Linked DNA regions of Arabidopsis thaliana: region 2 is linked to region 1. Evidence: chromatin contacts called from public capture Hi-C data. All regions are on one chromosome and are shown on one strand. The core of a region is the stretch at or near the end of the contact, and the rest is flanking DNA. Distances in the headings are between cores, read along the strand shown. Region 1 holds the start of AT3G30460 (RING/U-box superfamily protein). Region 2 holds the start of AT3G30580.

What was found. Capture Hi-C pulls out chosen DNA fragments and counts their contacts.
Region 2: a contact with region 1 is called in a capture Hi-C map of seedling, with 2.8 times the contacts expected there. A contact is called at or near these places in 1 of 26 Hi-C or Micro-C datasets (callus) and 1 of 3 other capture datasets (seedling).

What each region holds. Positions count from the first base shown.
Region 1 is chr3:12,102,495-12,109,663 of TAIR10.1, forward strand. AT3G30460 (RING/U-box superfamily protein) reads left to right here and starts at 1,846. Exons shown (of 1, transcript NM_001339052.1): 1 at 1,846-2,617. The coding sequence starts at 1,939. The coding sequence ends at 2,382. It also overlaps the pseudogene AT3G30465.
Region 2 is chr3:12,166,686-12,174,227 of TAIR10.1, forward strand. AT3G30580 reads right to left here and starts at 1,496. Exons shown (of 1, transcript NM_113959.2): 1 at 892-1,496. The coding sequence starts at 1,468. The coding sequence ends at 1,082. It also overlaps the pseudogene AT3G30582.

The DNA.
Region 1 (7,169 bases), core at 596-3,095:
TAAACCTGACTTTTTTCCCATCTGACTTACATCTTGATATTTATTGCTTTTCTATGTTTCTTATTTTGTAATCTATTAGTTTAGTTTAATTTAATAAACAATAGTCTATTGCGTGATCCGAGAACTTTTTGGAATTCGACCCGTAAGTACTACAATCTCTTATTTAATGAGTGATCTTAAGGAAATTTGACCTACATCAATGAACTTAGCCGTAAAGCGCTACAACGGCAGTGATGGCTGAGCTACGGTATGGTGCGACTGATTTAAGAAAAAATGGTTGAGTTATGAGAAAACGGCTGACTTATAGTACAACTCTCTCTCGAGTCATGGCTGACTTAATGAAATTTTTCTGAGTTATGAAATAATTCAGCTTACGTTATGACTGACTTAATGAGATTTGCTGAGTTATGAGAATTTGAGCATAACCCAACCTAAGTTACGGCAGAGTTTTTACCCTATGGTTGATTGGTCAAAATTTTGGCTAAGTTATTCCCTCGACACAGCTGAGTCAACTTTTTATGGCTGGCTGAGTTATCAAAGACGATTTAGATGTGGGATATCGTTACGGCTAATTTATGTTCGAGTGTCATAAATCAGCCGTTATGAGCTGAATTAACGGATAACTCAGCCTAGTTACGACTGACTTAATAGTGAAAGATTAATTATTATAATATCATGCAATTACGGCCGACATATAAAACGAAACGACTGAGTTAAAAAATTTCTGTTGAGTTACGACATTAAACGGCTAAATTAACTTGCCGTGTTTTTGTTTTTTTAATTACTGTAGCTTTGACATTAAACGACATGTTGCGACTGACTTATAGCTTTGTTTGATGGCTGATTTATTTATGCAAGTTCGTTTGGTGGCTTACTTGCCACTTCATCAATTAAAAAATAACGTCGGATGCAACATTTTATGTCATCATCATCAAAGAAAATACGAAACGCCTTTTTTAATTCGTCTTCTTAACTTGAGTTTTTCACATTACCGGAACTTCTAATTCGTCATCGTCTTCCTCATTCTTCTTCATTTTCTTTCATCTTTCTCCTAATATGATTGATTCGATTACGGTAATTGTTGGTAATGAAGTAAAGAATTTGTATTTAACACTAACAATAAAGAGTGTAGAGTTATGCAAATAGATGCGAAAACAACGCACAACAAGCTTGTGAAGTTGGTACTCGATGACTATAGATTGAATGAGTTGAGCCATCAGTTAAAGTTGAGCTAGATGTTCTTGAACAAGGCTATGAACAATATGTCTAATCGTAACAGCTAAGTCGTAATAAGTAGATTTACTCGATCTTTCGTTTTCCGTGAACCATTATAACTCAGCCGTGGCATGTAAATTTGTTGCAAAACAATAATAGAGAGGAAAACCAAAAAGTTCTTCTTAATAACGTTAATGACGTGGCTTTTTTTTTTAATGACATAGATTAATATAATTTCCTTAATTATTTTTAATTAAAAAAATAATAAAAAAATCTTAATTAAAAAAAATCTAACTAAAAGTATTAATTATAATTACACAATAACACAAAACATATAAGTAATTGTAAAAAATATATAATATTCTAACAATATTCCAATATTTTTACAAGAGAGATTTTTATCTTTTATCATTCTCTTTTACTTTTTTTCTAAAATATAATTTTCTAATTATGTACCGTTCTTATTACCGTTGTCTAAAATTTTGATTTTTTTAATTCCGGTTTTTAAAATTGTGAATTTTTTTTTGTTTTATTGATATGTCGGTGCTATAATAGTTCTATGACGTGGCCACAAAAGAGACACACTCGTAAGACATGTGTTCAAATCTTGTCCTCATGCAAGGATCATATGAGCCGAAATATTCTCTTATACTCGAAAACCCAATCTTCACATTCTCGTACAATCATCATCTACACCCAAAAAGAAAAAGGAAAAAAAAATCAATGGCTGAGGAGTTTCATCTTCCTCTAAACCTCACCGAACCAGACCAAACTCCGACCGAAGAAGATTTCGAAGCAGACACTACATTAATTGACGACGAATACCTCCGTTACCTCCACTACTTGGATTCACGGAGCAATCATGGAGTCAACACGTTTGGATCTTACGATGAAATCTTTGGTCTAGTTCTCGGTAATTCATCCTCTTGTACGCGGTGGCTTAACGCAGGGGAGGAACTTCCGGTGGTGGAGTTTACGGCTGAGGAAATGATGGAGAGAGGTTTAGTGGTTTGTGCTATATGTAGAGAGGAGCTTGCTGCTAATGAGAGGCTCTCAGAGCTTCCTTGTCGGCATTATTACCATAAAGAGTGTATCTCGAATTGGTTGAGTAATCGGAACACTTGTCCGCTTTGTCGTCATAACGTGGAATTACCCAACCACGGTTGAGATTGTGCATGTAGTATTTTCTTATTGTTCCGACCAAACTGTATCCGGAGCCTAAGAGTTTTATTTTTGGTAAATATTATTGTTAATTAGTAACTACTGTATCTAGGTTTTGTTTTCTTGAATATGTGTATAGGTTCCTTGTCAATTATAGTCTATCTTTTGCATAGGTTTCTTCAATCTATATGTCACCACTATTAGATTACTCAATTCTTATATTGTCTTAATTAAGTCAGACTATTATTGCTTTTCCTTATGTCTTATGTTTCTTTGTTCAACAAAGAGTCGCAACTCGCAACTAATTCCCAACTCAACCAATCACAATAACTTGGATAGGGCTGGAGTTTTTCTGTACAGCTGAAAGAGATTAATGGTGTTGGGCTTTGTACTTGATGTCCGTCCGGCTCGGATAATGCCCATTATCGATTTCAGAGGAAAGGTCATCAAGCCCAATGCCCAATTTTATTTAACAAATTTGAATCCTTCTCAACTTGTTCTTGTTATTTCTCATCTTGAGTTTGTTATCAATTCAACCTTTAGTACAACAACGTTAATAAATAGAAGAAGGAAATTTCCGATCTTTTTCCCGTTGGATTTAGTTTCTATAAAGAAGTTTTGGGCAATTTATAAAAGAAATAATTCCTAAGATTGAAAACATTTGTATGTTTATTCCTAGAATAGAACACATCTTTTTTTTATTATTTAGATGTTTTCAGTAATTGTGTAATTATAATTAATACCCCTAATTAGTTTTAATTAATTATTATTATTTAATTCGTTTTTAACTAAAAATTAAATGAAAAAACAGTGATTATACATGTCATTACCATAATCCACGTCATTAATCATCTCCAAACCGCATAACGTTCGGGTTTCTTTTTCTTGGCGTTACTGTTCATCATCTCCCAAAAAAAAAAAAACTGTCGCTTTCTTCCTCTTTCTCTCTCGACGGAACGAAATCGTTCTCTTTCGCCGTTTTGCTATTTTCTCGTCTGTTCCGGCCGAAATTCAGACGCCGGAGTCGCATTTCCGTAAGTGCGAAGGCACATCCGACATCTAAGTTCCGGTGAGTATGTTTCTATTAAGTAAGACTCAGACATCTAAGTTCAATCGCAAGTGATTCCCGTCACTAAAATCGTTTTCCGATGCGTAACGATGGTTTTTAAAGCTGGGTTTTAACGTCGTCGTTGATTGACATATGGTGGCTGATTTCTTAGATCTATTTGATTTGACGGCTGAGTTACTGTTTGTTTTCCGACTGATTTATGATTTATCAATTCATCCGTGTCTGAGTTTGTTTTATGTTGTGACTGAGTTATGGTTTAACCTTACATCGATGACTGAGTTTCTTTTATATGACGGCTGAGTTTGTTTATGTTATGGCTGAGTTTCTGTTTTGATATAGCTGAGTCTGGTTTATGTTTTAACTGAGTTGTTGTTATGTTATGGTTTGACTGAGTTTCTGTTAAGATATGGCTGAGTTAGATTTATCTTATGGCTGAGTTATGTTATGTGTGGCTGAGATTGGTTTATGTTATGACACAGTTATGTTATCTATGCCTGAGTTAGATTTATGTTTTGCCTGAGTTATGGTATCTGTGGATGAGTTTGTTTTATGTTATGGCTGAGTTATGGAATGCTTACGGCTGATTTATGGTTATATAAATGTCTGAAGACCAAGCAAGGGAGTACCCTCCAAGACTTTACCAAGAGGAGGATTCTAATCTGGAGGGTAAAGGCATTAATCACAACATAAAGCTGGGAGAGTTCCCTGCAATTAGAGAATCAATAGGAAAAGATATATGGGCAGAACTGAAAGAGACAGAGCCTGGATTAATTGCTAAGCTTGTTGATAGTCATTTTCTATGGTCTGGTAAGACCGTACATTATCTACTATGCAGACAGCTGAGAATACTGAAGAAGGAGCTTTGGTGTATCCTGGCTGGTAAACCCATCCGGTTTGGATTGAACGAATTTCATCATATCATGGGTTTAAATATAGATCAACTGCCTACAGAAAAGTTTGGGCCTGAAGCTGACTACAAAGTGTTCTTCAGGGAATTGCGTGTGCCAACCGGTGAAGGTCCTAATCTAGATGAACTTAGGCAGGGCTTAGTAATGTGCAGAGCTTGGCCTCATGAAAAGCGTAGATGGTTTGGCTTATTGACTCTTCTATCCATTGGACTTTTTGGCTTGCATACTAACTCTAGGATACCATTTGAGAGTGCCAAAAGAGTTTTCGATGACGAAGCCATGAAGACTTATCCATGGGGTCGGGAAGCATTTGAAGCCCTTGTCGTTTCTATAAAGTTGTTGAGGCATATTGGCAAGACGTACACCATCAGTGGTCTGGTTTTCGTGTTGCAGGCTTGGGCGTATGATTCAATCATCACCATCGCCGAGCGTTTTGGGAACGTTGTTAAAGCGGATGAGATTCCGTTGCTTAGATGGGGTGGCAGCCGTACCCGTGCAACTATAGAATCGGCCATTGCTGAAGATATCAAAGCGAATGATGGTGAGGTACGGTTTCGGCTCTGTTATGTTCTGTTTTTTATCAAATATTTATGTTACGGCTGAGTTAATGTTTTGTTTTTTTGTCAAGTATGTTATGTGAAGGCTGAGTTATTTTCTGTGAAGGCTGAGTTATGTTCTCTTTTTTTTTTGGCAAATATGTTATGTGATGACCGAGTTATGTTCTATAATGGTTGAGTTATATTAAGTGACGACTGAGATATGTTCTGTAATGGCTGAGTTAGCTTAAGTGACGACTGAGTTATCTTAAGTGATGGCTGAGTTAAACATACTGATGGGTTTTATTATCTCTTGTGTTGTAGCTGCGTGTTCGTACAATGGTTGAAAAGGCTGAGTTAAGCGAGCTGTTTCATTCTTGGCCAGACTAATTAGAAGACCCAGCACTGGATAACTTGATCCAAGACTTACACGAGCTTAAGCTTGTTAAAGGTTATTGGGATGTGAAGACGAGTGAGAAGAAGAAGAAACTCGTAAAAGATAAAGAAGAGGAGGTGTCTGAAACTCCCGCAAAGAAGCAGAAGGTCTCTCACAGTGAGGATGTTCATTCTCGTGAGAAAGATGCAGAAAAGAAGAAGAAGAAGAAGAAGAAGGAAGTAGCTGTCGAATCTGATGAGGACGAGGATGTTCATTCTCGTGAGCAGGATGGTCAGGGAGAACAGCAGTCGCTCGTGGATGTGGTGTCCAACTTGATCTCTCCCTTAAACTCAAGGTTTGACACCGTTGATACTAGCATAAAAGAAATGTTCTCCCGTCTGGATGTGATTGGAGGTCAAATCGAATCGAGGGTTGAAGCAAAGTTTGAAGGAAGGTTTGGATCGATTGAGAACGATGTCAAACAGATTAAAGAGTAGCTGAAGGCCATATCTGACTCAAAATCAAGCATATATATTAGAGATATGTTTTTAGCCAAAACACAGCCCCAAACGCAGCAAGACAATCCTAAGGCCCAAACTCAACAGACACCAGATGTTCCAAAGAAACCTACAAATAACCAATCTGCTACTCCTAGTCCTCCTCCGGTAAACTTTTAGTTAGTTATGACCGAGTTATCTGAATATTATTCGGCTGCGTTATAACTTTTAGTTAGTTATGGCTGAGTTATCTGAATTATACGGCTGAGTTATCTGAATATTTTACGGCTGACTTATCTAAATATTTTACGGCTGAGTTATAAACGTTTGTTAGTTATGGCTGAGTTGTTTTCATGTTATAAATTTAGTTAGTTATGGCTGAGTTATATGAATATTACACGGCTGAGTTATAAATTTAATTAGTCATGGCTGAGTTATATGAATATGATACGGCTGAGTTTAGTTAGTTATGGCTGAGGTATATGATTATGATACGGCTGAGTTTAGTTAGTTATGACTGAGTTATATTTATACATAGGTATGAGTTTTCATTATTTAACGCCTGAGTTTTCGTTACGTTTATGTAGTCGAAACAAGCTGATGTTGGGGTAAGTAGGAATCTTGAAGGAGAATTTGATAAGGTCTCCATTGTGTCTGATTTTGATTTCGTTGAGACTGTTTCTCCTCTCAACCGCCGTTTACGCTCTAGGAAGCCACAATCCCCAAATGTGCCAAAGCAAAAAAAGGAGAAAACATTAAATGAGCTAATCCAGAAACCGCCAGGGAGAAGAGGAAGAAAGCCTTCGCAGCAGCCTAAAAAGGTGCCTCCTACTGTGCCAAAGATTACAATAAAGAAACCAAAACCATCTATTGAAGCTAAGGAAAAAGCTGAGGAAGATTCGGATGTCACGGATAAGGTTGTATCCGAGTATAATGAAATGCTTCTTGAATCTGATGAAGATGAGGAGGAAACCGAGAGGCTAAAGAGTTTAAAAGAAATTCGGCTCAAAACTGTTAAGCTGGTCCCGGATGGGAGCTCATTGATTAACCCCGAAGCTATGCCCACTCACACTTTTCCAGTTATTGGAGACAACAGGCTGAGCTGAATGAGAAAGGGTTGTCTGCCTTCACGAGCAATCTATGATCCTCTTGCACCGTTAATCCGGCCAAACTGTAGAAGCTTAAGGCTTATTTGACAAGTCCCGAATGGTATGGCCTTTTATACATTACTAAGTTGATAAATACGACATGCTTACACTATTTGTTTATATTAACTTTCTTTACTATTTGTTAGCAAACAACCTTTGGAATATGGGATGGACAAGGTGCTGTTCTACTCTGTTATCATGGCCGAAAGAAAGGACTGGCCAGACCCGAAACATGGATGGCTGGGTGATGATGTAAGTT
Region 2 (7,542 bases), core at 246-2,745, 64 kb after region 1:
ATTAATACAAGGTCCATGGGCTTAACTTTTAAAACCTTTTGTGTTCTGCTTTTCGGTTATATCTCAAACGAACTTGCTCGGAGAACTGTTTTGGGCCTTCATATACGACAATTATCTGGATATAAATAAAATACTTCAAATTTGTTACACCACTTAATACTTTTAATATCTAGGTTGTACATGATATATGAAAATGTATATTAGAATTATGGGTGTGAGTAATTTATCTACGTTATTTCTTGCAGATAAGCAAAAACCAACAAAATTGTGAAAATTCAAACAAAAACTAATTATTTTCTGTGAAAGAGTTCCCATGTTGCTGTCATGTGTGTCTGATCCATTTCCCTCTTTACAGCCAAAATAAACAAACAAACAAAACAATTTCATCATAAAATTTTAAGACAATTTGATCAAACACATTGAAAATCACAATGTGACCAATAATGGAGAAGTTGTCTCGAAGGAGACGTTTCATCAGTCATCACACATGCCATGATAGACCTATTTTCATTTACACCACTTTGATTCATGACAGCATTCAGTAGTACATTTCTTTTTATATAACCACAAAAATCCAAGCATACAATACATAAATCGTTCAAGTTTAAGAAAATACTAATAATAATAATAAAAGAAACCACTCATTGATGTGCAATTAGTAAAATCAACCTTTCCCAAGCGTGGTTTTTTGTTTGAACTCAAACTTTATATGAATAAATTCTTCCTTTTTTGTTGTAATGAATTTCTTCTGTACGGAATTCATTTCCTATTTTTACAGTGGTATGAGAGTAGCGTCCAACGTAACTTAAATAAAAAAGTTTTTAATGTAAACATAGTTTTAGTATGCCAATAATCACCGAAGCATGCATGTAGCTAAGTAGATAATGGGAAATGATTTCTTATAGATGGACAATAATAATCGAGAACATAATTAGAGAAAAATACATATGTTAATCTTCATGTTGAAAAACAAAACCATTAAAATAATCAAACACCCTTTGCTCGAGGCATAAAAAAACCTCAACACAAAAAGGAAAGAAAACTATAATCAAATCCAACATATACAATCAACTTCAAAAAATTACTTCTTTTTATGAGACCTACTCTTGTTTTCACTCTTTTTCTTCTCTTTTTTCCTAGATATAAGATTACCAATATTCTTATCATCTATACGATGACTATAAACATCATTACTTTCACCTTTCCCATTCCTTAGAGCGAGACCTTCTCTACGTTTACCTCTATTGCTCGTTTGGTGATAACTTGGCCCGGAAGAAGCATCGGAAGCCATCGAATCATCGCTGTCTTTGTTGATTTCGTATTCATTCGCATATTTTCTACGATCTTTTTCGATGATATGCCCTTCATAATAGACCTCATCAATCACCTCTTCCTCTTCTTCCTCCATACGCGAAGAAATATACGTGGTCCATCCGGACTCGCTGCTGCTACATTCTTCTCTCTCCATGGATGACTCAAGAACCCTAATCTTGAGAGAGAGAGAGAGAGAGAGAGAGAGAGAGAGAGAGAGAGAGAGAGAGAGAGAGAGTGAGAGAGAGAGAGAGAGTTTAAGTTGTAGTGTTTTTGCTTGTATAATGGAATGTATATATAAGTGTCCCATAAATAATATGTAATTGCATGTGCGTGGAAGAAGACTCGTGTGTTTTCATTTGTTTAATACGCTAAGGACAGCTTATGTCTAACGTATAAAGTTATTTCCGACATAACTCGAAGAAGAATAGCTGTTTTTTATGAAAAAGGGTTTGTCTTCTATAAGTTATGATTTATGTGTAGTCTTAGTCTTCGTAATAGTGTGAGCATGTTGAAAAATAAATGCTAATTAATATAATTAATGTGTTTCGGTTAGAGAAAGTGAAGTGGTTTAAGTTCACATTGTGGCATGAGGGAAATGTATCTTTACACTAAGAATTCTCTGTAATGAAACCAAACACGCATGCATCTTTATGGAGATTGGATGTTTGATTCAAATCAAACCATGTTGTCGAACATGTTAGGATCATGCATGCCCCCTCTTATTTTTCTCTTTTTATTCTCATCAGATTCGTATATATAGTGTATAACCAATTATTGATAAGTTTGATAAAATATTTATATCATATTTTTGTGGAGAAGTGTTTTATATCATATGCTCTCAAAACCGTTTTAGTGGAACAATGGGTGTTTTTTTCTTTAAATTATGGGGGAATGCAAAATTAAAAGTGGTTCTTTCTTTAAATTATCAAACAAGTATATCTTAATTTTTCTTATAAGGACTTTTGTTTTATTTTCTGGAATTGCATTGTTCTATCTTTGCAAATTATATTTATAGTTCATGATTAATATTTAATAAAATTTCTTCGCTGGGTTTTAGATGAATTCTTCACAGACCTGGTGAAAATGGTGTATTCCCTAACCGAATGGTCAGCGTTTTCAACATATTTGGAGGAGTTTTTGATCGACAAGAAAAAATTCACTATATTTTCTTTATCTTTAATATCTTGTACTGCAAATGTCAAGGTGGATTATTTGGCACGAAAAAATCATGTTGAACCGCTACATGTTACTTATGTAAACATTTTTCCGTATTTTTAGCTTGTCTGAGCCTTAAATAATATCTCATGACAGAATAAAAATAAAAATTAATGAGTGTTTGTGTAAATGACAATACCTAAATCGAACAATTGAGATTAGTTTTTATAAAGACATGAGGTCACATAAAGCTAAAGAAACACAATTGAAGATAGTTAAACACTACAGCACAATCTTTGTAAATGATTATAGGTTTACCGGGTAGAACACAAATTCGTCTCGCCAAGGAGAGAAGCACACGTTTTGATCAATTTGTAAATTTATGGACATTATATGCGAAGTGGAATTTTAACTTCGATGAGTTCAATGTTAATTCGTTTTACTTTGATGTGAATATCGCCTAAAGTCCTAAACTATTGTCATGTTGTATATATACATATATTTAATAAATTTAAAATTTATCCAACTCAAGTTCCTTTGAATTTTCATTAGAGCTTTACCACATAGCAAAATTTTCCTCGATGCAAACTAAACAACTCGTGCATCGTTCAATCTCAGCTTCTATTATGTATAACACAACAATTCAGTACCGTCTTCGGCAGTGATCCTAATAAGTATTGGGTCTTTTCTAACTCCCTTTTTAATATGATGATATCCTCTTTGGACTTACATGTTCAACTCCACAAATTATTATTGGACTCTTTCTTTAAAAACCTCATACTAGTTGAAGTTGGAGTTGGCTTATATATTAAAAATTTCTTTTTTTAACTTCCGATATAAGACATTGGTTTGTACCCAACAATCAACATTCACAATAGTAACATTAGACTGAATCCCCAAGGTAATACACCCACGCTCACCCATGATCAAATATAGCTGTCCTAGAGGACACAAACTATTATACCAAAAAGATATGCGTCATCACTTCGCACCTCCATCTTATGAAATTCCTTTGTTTAGTCTCTATATTTCAGAATTTTCCTCTACATCAAAAATTTCATTGTGATGAGCTTGTTTTACTGACTTTGATACTAGATGTGTCTATTTAGTTCTTTTAAAAAGGGCAACAAGATTAATCTCATGATCAGAAGAGTGGATATGGGCCACAACCCGGCTATATCATTAATGAAATGGTTAGTTGGCTTAATAAAGTGAAATTTATTTACTTATGCAAAAACATGATGCAAAAGAGCCAAGTGTAATTTAAAGTTTAGATACTTTATCCACTAATAAGGTAGTTTTCTAAGTAATGAACTTAAATTAAATTACTCATCTGCTATTATTTTTTATTACTCTTCCAATTCTTAAAATGAGGATGCTTCTACATACAAACTATTTTGAATTGAATTAACGAATTTAGAGAACAAAACTTATTGATGCTACAATTGTCTAATAAATGTGTTTCATATATCTTACAATGAGACTTACACATCTATATATACAGTTTAGACACGAAGACTAGATAAAGAAAGAACTATAGATGGTAAGAGGAGATATGATGGTATTGAAGGCATGATCTAATCGTATCTGTGACATGCCCCCTCAAGATAGAGGGTCTGATGTTACTTCAATCTTGTCTCTCAGCTCAAGAAACCGTTGCCGTGTCAATGGTTTTGTTAGTGTATCCGCAAGTTGGTCTTTGGTGTTCACATGAGCTACTCATAGAAGACCATGTTGAACTTGTTCAAAATGAAATGTATGTCGATGGCAATGTATATCATTTTTGAACTAAAGACCGGATTTGCAGAGAGAAAGGTTGCGCCTACATTTTCACAGTACATGACCGGTTATGATATTGTAGAAATCCCAAGTTCAGTGAGTAGATTACATATCCATCTTATTTTTGCAGCTGTGTTAGCGACGGAACAGTACTTAGCTTCCGTAGACAATCGTGGGACTCCATTTTGTTTCTTAACTGAACAAGATATAAGGTTTCTACCAAGATAGATAATATAAGCGCCCGTGGAGACACAATCTTTGGATTTCCTGCCTAGTCAGCATCTGAAAACCATGGAGATTGAGAGAATTTGTTCTAGATTAGAAAATCCCATGTATTGGGGTACCCACCAGGTATCGAAGTATTCATTTTGCGGTTTCCGAGTGATCCTCCGTTCGTCGATGCATAAATCCGGATAACCGATTGAGAGCATAGGCAATATCAAGTCTTGTAAAGGAGAGGTATTGCAAACTACTTACAAGCTTCCTAAGGTTTTTGGATCGGAGAGTAGAGTGCATGTTGTAAGGGTCAACTTGGGAGAAGATGCCATTGGTGTGGAGACGGCTTTTGCATCAGTCATGTTGTAAGTGTGAAGCATATCCAAAATTTACTTCCAATGCGATAAGTGAATTGGTGTGGAGACGGCTTTTGCATAAGATTATGTTTTCATACTCAAATATGTTGTTTGCTTCAATCAATATGTCTAAGTAATCTGCTTGTTAGGAATAGGATTTCTCATTAGGGATTCATATGGTTTAATAGATTGCCCCTTTGCTAGGTTATCTATAGAATTCTTCATCTTTAATTATGCTTAATGCTAGATCTAGAGTAATTAACTAGATCTTGATTCCAGACAATATATATGCCTGCCATATGTATCTGTAGTTGGATCTATTATTTGATGAGCCTGGTTTATAGGTGTGTAATAAGAATCGGCCTATCTACTAAGGTGAACAATCGAACTCGTTAAGAATGCATATTTAGGTTAATAATTTCTCGGCTTCTCCGGTTATTCTTGGCTATAGATATAGGGAGTTTCGCGGAACGCCACCGGTTATTCCATAATTAGAGTTTGAGTTTAAGAATGGTTCGATAACAACCTAGCTTTCATTAGATCTACTAACCAATAGTTTCCTAAGAATACCCTGTTCCTAGCTCTTTATTTAATCGTTTACAACACAATCATCCTGCTTTTTCTTACTTTGTTTTCTTACTATTTCAATCATCACCTGCTAGCTTAATCTCGACATTTAACTCACTGTTTGAACAAAAGAACTCTGTGAATTCGATCCTAAAATACTGCAATTGATCTCTTATTTGAGAGAGTAGTTTTAGGTAATTTGAACCTTATCAGAAGTCAACCAAAATCCGTTTCAGAACAGTTTATGTGCCTCAGATGTTTGACATCCGGACAAAGTCTTCCCTATCTCGGCATAAGGGTATCTCGGCGTCATTGGAAAGCTAGAAGAGTCAAGATTAAAGTCGAAGTCGAATCGTAGCAATCCATGAATCCGTTCAGAAGTTATGGCTTGAAGAGTGAAGATATGTCCTAGAATCGCGGTTTTGGAAATGATCAATTTAAAACCGCCGACCAAAGAGACTTGAACCCGGGCGTCCCCTCAAGTCTTCCACCGACCTCTAGGGCGCACAACCACTCCTTCCCTTCCTCTTGCCGCCGACTTCCATCAACCCTAAAAGCCCAGGAACTTGGCCCATCACGTACTAATCTACAGAATGACGCTTCTACCCTTTTGACCTAATGAAGCCCTATAAATACAAAGTCTAGGGGAAACCCTAGAGGCACCCACAAAATAGGCTGCCTCCTGTGCCTCTCACCGCCTCCAAGTCGCCCTTCTCTTGTTCTTCATTAGATCTCTCTTTTCTCTTCAATTCTCTATTCTCTACTTGTAAAAGGAAGAAGAGTTTTCAAGGTTTGAATTTCCAGAGAAGATCTCTAAACCCTTTTCTATACCCATACTCTTTTTTATGCAATTTCTTATTTATATGATGTTTTGTTCTTTGAGTATGTGTGAGTATATCTCTAGTTAGGTTTTAGGGGGGTTTCGAAGGGTATTCATGGGGACTTTAGATCTGATTTAGGTTGGCGGTTTCTATAGTTTTGTTTGATCGTTTACACTATTCTTTCTAGTTGAGTTTAATCTTAATGCTTGTATGTCCGGAACGCCACCTAATACTTGACCTTAGGTATTTCATTTTTTGGCAAAATCTCATATGAATACTTGAACTAGGTCAACTGAATAAAGAACTATAACTATTGCACACCCGCAGAGTGATAGGGACTTATGGACTAGAATCGAATTTGAACTTAATGCTTTGATCTTGTATTTTGAAACCATGTTAGCACCTACTAACCGATAAGGCAACTGAGTCCGCAAGATATTAGTGATAATAGCTGACTTTCACCTACTAACCGTTTGGGTTAGCTGGTCTTGATAGAGTTTCGTATGTCCGAGAATTTGGAAGTAAACAAAACTAGCCATGTTATATCATCTGGATTGGAATCTATACCTTATTGATTGAACCTTGACGCCCGGAGAAAACCCCTGATGACCTAGCGTTTTGTTTTACTTATTTTACACCGCTCTCTTTATTGCTTTCTACTTTTATTGCCTTTTCATTAGTTTTCTTTTATTGCTTTTTACTTTTATTGCATTCTTTACTTATTTCTACCGCATTCAACAACTCCCACTCTTTTGTTTGTCTTGATCCAGGTAAACTAACTTGAATTCTTCTTTGTACCTACACTCCCTATGGATTCGATCCTCAAATACTACTCCGATATACTGTGCATTTGCAGTAGTCGTGTGGTCTTTCAGGTAAAAGTCTAAGGCAAAATTAAACCCACATCAATACTACAACGTCAAGGACCAAACGAATTGTCGTAGCTTTTATCACGGGACTGAACGGTTCCATGTAATTGATGCCTTGTTGTTGGGAGTAACCTTTCGCTACTAACCGTGGTTTGCATATGCTAAGAGAACCACTAGGTAAGAATTTATTTTTAAACAACCATTTACAGCCCACAAGATCGAATGTTTGGTTCCGAGCAAACGCATCAATTTTGGATGACATTGCTACTCTCCAATTTGGGTCTTTCATTGCCTGATTCACGGTTACCTGTTTGGGAGGAATTGGATGGGATAGGGAAACAAAGAGATTGAGTCTGAATTGAGGTTTTCTCATGTTATTTTTCTTGCAAGTTTTCATTGGGTGTTGACTGAAAGTTTTGACAGTGGAGGGGATTGAAGCCAACGTAGGGTTAACGGACCTATGTT